Linked DNA regions of Oryctolagus cuniculus: region 1 is linked to region 2. Evidence: chromatin contacts called from public Hi-C data. All regions are on one chromosome and are shown on one strand. Each heading gives the region's core, a stretch centred on a gene start, on an enhancer-like site or on the middle of the called end of the contact. The rest is flanking DNA. Distances are from core to core; before and after follow the strand shown. Region 1 holds the start of KLLN (killin, p53 regulated DNA replication inhibitor). Region 2 has its middle 210 kb from the start of KLLN.

What was found. A called contact is a pair of places that touch in the nucleus more often than the background predicts.
Region 1: a Hi-C map of an unstated tissue shows a contact between it and region 2, with 2.2 times the contacts expected there. The contact joins the promoter of KLLN here to the enhancer-like site in region 2. A contact is called at or near these places in 3 of 6 Hi-C or Micro-C datasets (liver, psoas muscle and an unstated tissue).

The regions. Positions count from the first base shown.
Region 1 is chr15:42,815,591-42,818,993 of mOryCun1.1, reverse strand. It overlaps KLLN (killin, p53 regulated DNA replication inhibitor), which reads right to left and starts at 1,922. Exons shown (of 3, transcript XM_051823328.2): 1 at 1,896-1,922; 2 at 1,682-1,894; 3 at 1-1,680. The coding sequence starts at 1,922. The coding sequence ends at 1,447. The region is part of intron 2 of PTEN (phosphatase and tensin homolog); the gene reads left to right. It also overlaps the pseudogene LOC138845351.
Region 2 is chr15:42,606,384-42,609,571 of mOryCun1.1, reverse strand. No RefSeq gene overlaps it. Among named protein-coding and RNA genes, the nearest start is that of KLLN, 210 kb to the left of the region's middle. Within about 2 kb of position 1,886, at least 2 of the 8 cell types and tissues checked have an H3K27ac peak or open chromatin away from gene starts, as enhancers often do.

The DNA of each region.
Region 1 (3,403 bases), core at 673-3,172, 210 kb before region 2:
CTGAAGCCCGACATTACCAGCAAAGATAGAAATAAACCCTGTTTCATTTTCTTGCAAGGAAGCAGACGCTGTGAGACTAATCACCACCAGGGTAGGCTCCAGGGGAGAGGCAGAGTAGAGCAGTGCTAATAGCAGGTACTCTGGGGACAGAGACAGGCAACCTGAGAAACAAATGTGGAACACTTAACCAGCCGCAATCTACCTCCCCTCATTTAACTGTGTCTTCATTTCCCCTTTTCCTCCCAAGCAGCAGTTGATACCCATTGAGCACAGCTCTCCTTTTTACCATGCAATACCTAAACATCAGGGACTCCTTAGCCCAGGTTATTTGTAAAATAAAGAAATCTCTAGCTCACACTAGGTTGTGTGGACAGGGTTTCCATCTTTGGAAACCAAAGGAAGCCTTTTTCTTCTTTCCAGATTACTCTCCATTTCCTTTTCCACTTAGGATCCCTGCCTCCCTGGAGCTGACCAGAAGCATGCACAAAACCAGTCTCCAATAAATACCAGCACCGAGGCTTCAGCGGGTTGCTAACTCCTGCAGTGCTATCTTAAAAGGATGTTGTATATAAATGCAGTTTTATGTAGCCTCAGAGGTCCCTAAATATCCCCGGTTTAATTAGCAGTCCTGGAGTTAGGTAATGGCCTGTGGCTCTCTGAGCTGGGCCTCCTGAGGTTTCTAGTCTTCAGGGGCTGCCTGTAATGATGATGTGCACATTTACAATCTTCCTCACAAGAAAACTCGGCTTTAGACCTTTCTAGGTATCTACTCACCATTTATCACAACACATGTGCCAACTGATTCCCATTTTCTCAGATGTCAAAAAAAAAAAAAAAAAAAAAAAAAGAAAAAAAGAGAAAAAGAAAAAAACAACCTAGGGCTTCAGCCTGGTCTAAGTCAGATACTTCTGAACTCAAATTTTCCCCTGGAATTCTACTTTCCTGGAGCGGGGCGCCGGGTGGGGTGGGAGGAGAGTGGGGGGAAATGAAAGAGAGAAAAAAAAATTCGTAGGTTGGTGTTGGTTGACGCCCCTTCTCATTTTGAAGCTGACTGATGTGCGTATTTTGGGGAGGGGGTTGAGGAGGCGCTCTAGGTCTAAGCATTTGTGAACCAGCTCACTCACTGGATAGGTCAACCACGGGGCTGCAGAAAGACTTGACAGGTTTGTTCTGGGCATACGGCCAAGGACTAGACCAGATAAGGCACTTGGCTGAGTCTACAGTAGGTGGGGCGTGCTCACCAGTGCAGGGGTAGCGACTCAAAAGTTTGTTGCAACACCTGCAATCCAAGCAGCAGGCGCAGCGGGAACGAGCCTTTGGCCCCGACAGCACGGAACCAGAGGGTTCACCCCAACCAACGAGGGAGATGCGCCAGATCCCTCGGGCCCGGCCCCTTTTCCCACGGTTGAGAACAAGCAGTGCTTGTCAATCCACAGCAGAGAGAGCTCACTCCGTGGGTAGCAGAAGGGTGAGAGCAGCGGTGCACGGGAGCGGGGGCACGTGCTTGGATGGGGGTGCCTGCCCAGCAGCTAGCCCAGACAGCGATCCTGTGGAGGCTCCACTGGCCATCCCCAACCCCGTCCCTCTGCAGCCTGGGAGGGTGTGGGGGTGCTGCCCGCGCCAGGCGGGAGCACCCCGAGCGTAGCTGGCGAAGCACTTGCCTCCGGAGCTACGCTTGGAGGAGTGGGAATTTGGAAAGTTCCCCAACTCGGAGCACACGTGACCCCTTCCTGAAAGTAGTTCCGACGGTGGCTCGGGTATCCTTCCACCCCCTTTTGAACCCTCCTAGGGCTCCTCGCCCCGCCCACTCGCGGGGCTGCCGCTTCCTACCGTCCTGAACGCCGCGCCCGGGCCGGCAACCTGGGCCTCCAGCGTGCACCGGCCGGCCCGGCGAGCGCGGAAGCTGGCCGCGGGCGATTCATCGTGCCAGGTTTTCTCAGCGGCCCGGAGAGTGGGCGGGGCGAGGCAGCCTCTGAGGACCGAGCTCGAGTTCGACGCCGCGAACGGACCCGGAGCCTGAGGGGACAGATGCTCAGCTCTCCGGGGGCCGCGGAGGGAGCTGTGGGGGTGCGTCCCGCTCACGGGGATCCTCTTTAAGGCGGCCTAGGCAGGAGGCCCTCGGGCCCTGGGAATTCGGGGCGGGGGGCGACGTGTGCACTCTAGCGCGCCCGGCTGAGAGCTTTCGCTTTTCGGGCAAATGAACCGAGTAGCTGGGGCAGCGAGAGGTGGGGCGGTGACTGGAGCCGGATGAGGCGAGACGCGCCGCCGGAGACACAATAGGGGGTCGTTCTTTGTGCTGAGGCTGACACCTTGAGGACCCGGGGGCGGCGGCGGCGGCGGCGGCGCGGGCGCTCTAGGCAGAGGCTGCGACAGTGAGATCCCTGCGAACCGCCGCGATCGTCCACAGCGGGACAAACGGAGTGCGTGCGTTCGCACGCCATGGCGGGGGAGGGGTGTCCTCGCGGCATTTCCCTAGATACTGACCCGCGCGGTCCACCTGTGCACAGGTAACCTCACACTGCAGTCGGCGACACCGCTCAACGCACCAGTCTCAGTTTTCATCATCCACCTTCCTCCGCCCCCACGCCGCCCCGCCGCAGTCTGCCCTGGCTCCGGCCGGGTGTCCGGGCAGAGGCCGAGGCTGAGCTCGTTCCCCCGCCCCGAGCTGCTGCAGGAGCAGCCGCGGCAAGTGCAGCTACGGGCGGGCGCCTCGGAACAAGCCCGAGCGAGCCCCAGGCAGTCACACTGGGCATGCTCAATAGCACCAGCAGGTTGGGGGCCCTGCGCTCGCACCTGGAGCTGCCGCCCCCGCCCCCCACCCCACCCCGGCGCGGCCCAGCCCTCCCCTCCCCCGGCGCGGTCCCGTCCGCCTCCAGCTCGCCCCCCGCCTCCCCTCGGGCTCCCGAGGCGGCCCGGCTCCCGGCGCGGCGGCGGCGGCGGAGGGGGCGGGCAGGCCGGCGACGGTGATGTGGCGGGACTCTTTGTGCACTGCGGCAGGATACGCGCCCGGGCGCTGGGACGCGGCTGCGCTCAGTTCTCTCCTCTCGGAAGCTGCAGCCATGATGGAAGTTTGAGAGTTGAGCCGCTGTGAGGCTAGGCCCGGCTCAGGCGAGGGAGATGAGAGACGGCGGCGGCCGCGGCCCAGAGCCCCTCTCAGCGCCTGTGAGCAGCCGCGGGGGCAGCGCCCTCCGGGAGCCGGCCGGCCTGCGGCGGCGGCAGCGGCGGCGTTTCTCGCCTCCTCTTCGTCTTCTCTTCTAACCGTGCAGCCTCTTCCTCGGCTTTTCTTGCGAGGGAAGGTGGAAGCCGTGGGCTCAGGCGGGAGCCGGCTGAGGCGCGGCGGCGGCGGCGGCGGCGGCGGCACCTCCCGCTCCTGGAGCGGGGGGGAGAAGCGGCGGCGGCGGCG
Region 2 (3,188 bases), core at 637-3,136:
CAACTTGGAAACATACTTTCAATAGGACATAACTTTCTGGAGAGTGGCCGCTCTGTGGAAATGGCCTGAGGTCTGGAAATCTCAAGGGAGTGTGAATGCAATTTGATGTTTTTCACACTTGGACAAAAAAGCTTCTAGGAGGATGAGTATTGCCGCTCACACTGTCCTGCTAAATACTTCCTAGTACTGATCTCATGAAATCCTCATACGATCCCTAGGAAGGAGGCACTGTTATTTACAGGTAATGGTACTAAGGCTTAGGAAGGGCAAGAATATTGGTTCAAACAAACTCTTCTAGTCAAGTGACAAGCCCTCTAGTTTCTCCGGCTTCTGGTTTCACTACTGCAAGATCAATGTTTGAACTCTTAAGAAGTTAAAAAATATATGAGGATGGCCCACATCTTTTAGGTGAAGATCCATGTAACACAATTTACTGTTATGGACCAGAGAATTGAACAAGTGGTTTTTGAAGTTTGTAATGAGTGAGCCTAATGTCAAATATGTCTTGTTCCAGGAAGGATTTAAAGCAGCTGATATAAACCTGGGGAGGATGTGTGTGAGAAGGTAATGATAGTGAGGTCTAGAAGAATCTGGGATGTTTCTCAGAGGAACAACTGTGGTTGGCTCTTGAGCAGTGCATGAGAACTAGATAAATAAAGAGCATTTCAGATTTGGGGATCAGGATTAACTCCTTTTTAGAGGGGGCGTGCATTAAAAACTACTCCACGAAAATTTTCTAAGTACACACAGTGAGCTTTCTTGAGCTGTGATATTGTGCTCTCTGAACTTGCATAGACTTGAGAGAGATTTTATCAACCAAAACACATAAGAAAACATTTGGCCTGTGAAGTAATCCATTACTGAGAGGCAATGGAATAGCCTGTTGATATTGGACCAGAAACTCCCCCATCGTAGCTCACTCGTCCCTGTCAGTAACCATCTCTCCTCACATCCCAGTGTCACCAACTCTGAACACATCTTATTGAATAAGTGCATTTCTCTACTACTCATTACAGGCATTGTGGCTGTAATACACTAAATGAGATCAGGCCATTTTGTAGCTGAGAAAACTGAGACTGGGCAGAATTAAGAATTTTGCCCAAGTCATAGAACTTTTTGATGGTAGAACCGATGAATTGGTGGAAGAAACAGGTTTGATGCCAAATTCCTTGTTCTATTGGCTTTACCACATAGTCTCCTAAGAAAAGAATGATGAATCCTCAGACAGTTTGAGCTAGTACTCTGGATTTGTTTAAAATCCTTATGAGATGTTAGCAGCTTTAAGTCCTGTGGTGATATGGGAGACCCGAACACCTGGGTGCATTTTCTTTTATTCAAGCTAACAGGGACACAGACTTCTGGTTTCTTTCATAGAACCCCCCCTTTTGATGTGTCTCTGTTTTCTTCATTCAGGAGAACAGATCAGCATCTCTCATGCAAGGCCTGGCTCTGTGCCCATCTCACTTTTGCAATGAATTTAGCAACATCTGCTTTGCCCATTAAAGTGATTTTTCTCTTCCTGGCCCTGGGCCTGTGTGCTTGCTGCAATTGATTACCAGCAATTTCCTTCCAAAACCAGAAGGTTCAGTGAACTCTAAATTGAATTGTTGCTCACTGGTCTCCTTAGGACCAGTGCATATGGCTTACGTGCAAAATGGTCAAGCCACTGAGTTCCCAAATCTATAGGCTGATGATTCTGGTTAAACTCAAGGGAGGACCTGGTGAGTGACATTTCCCATTTTTGCACAGTGGCCTAGGGCTGTGGTCATCTCTGGGTTTCTCAATTTCAAAGCTAATGTGGAGGAAGAGAGTGAAGTTACCTTCCTTATAGCTAAGCTGTTGAAGGGTGCTAATCTTCCTCTTTCAGTCAAATGGCAGTGCTGTCAGCCTCAGATGTAGCTGATTAGAAGCCTTACCTAGGAGACGTCTGAGAAAAAAATTTCCATAGCCTCCAGAAGCAGTTTATAAGTACCTCAGGAAGATGCACACCACCTTACCCTTTGGGAGACAGCTGTGGGTCCCCATAAGTGGTTCAGGCAACTTTAAGAAAATAAAGGGAAAAATGAGGCCAAGCCTTTGTACCTGGATTGCTGCTCCATCATTTCTGTGATTGGTAGCTCTTTGTCATCCTTGGAGAGGCCATCAGAGTGTCACTTCCCAGGAAGTCTGCTTGTTGCTCCTTTGTCCCTGCATTCTCAGCACCTAACTCAGTACAAGCTGGACATCCTCAGTGAAAACATGAATGAGTGAAGGATGCTAACCTCCCATTGAGAACTCTTTACATTGGTCCTGTGAGCTGTTCCTGAAGTGTCTTTCCACCTCCACAGCTGTGATAGCTTCACAGGGGAGGGGAGGAATCGTTGGTTATTTAGAGAAGTGGAGCTCAGGAGTCTCCTCCACCACATAGTCCTAAAAATAAAATCAAACGAACCCATTACTAACCAAATTGCTGCTGTTTATTAGAGCAGATAATTTAAAGCTAGGTGTCTAAGAATAAGAAAAAGGTAACATAAATGACTAAATCTGCTAATGGTGGCAATTGCTTGAAATCATCTGTGTCATTGTATTTTCTGCTTTTTTGAGAGGACATTCCCTGTTTCTACCACAATTACTGATGGCAAACCCACCTGTGTCAGCAACCACTTCTGAAATGATGATGGCAAATGAGACCTATTCTTGCAGCACTCTTTCACAGACATCTTTAAAACTGAGCATGAGGTTCTCTTGCCTTTATTCTAGAAGAGGCCTTCTGTATAGTTTTATTGGGCTGAGAAATAGTAGAGAAGGCAAAGTATTCCAAAATGGTATAGCTCAGCTTGAAACTGTGAGATCCGTCTTTCTTACCCAAGTAGGTAGTGAGCTGAACCTCTCTAGTGGTGAGGGATTCTTAGAGTTTTTAGCTTCCATAAAGGCCTTAAGTCTTTATTTATTTATTTGACCCTTGAACATTGGCGGGAAGCTTCTATGGATATGCAAGGAAATGGGCTGATCAGCTTCAAGGAGTGGTTGGCTGGATGTCCTATGATCATGTGTAGTTAGGGAAAACATCATTAGCATTTTTTTTTGAGCTTTGAGAACCTGAGAAGAGGCTAGGAAAGTGTTCCAATTATTCACCCTTTCTCTTTTGAATAAGTTATTTGGCAAGCAGAGAGAAAGAGAGAGAGACAGTGTTCCTCTTGGTTGGTTCA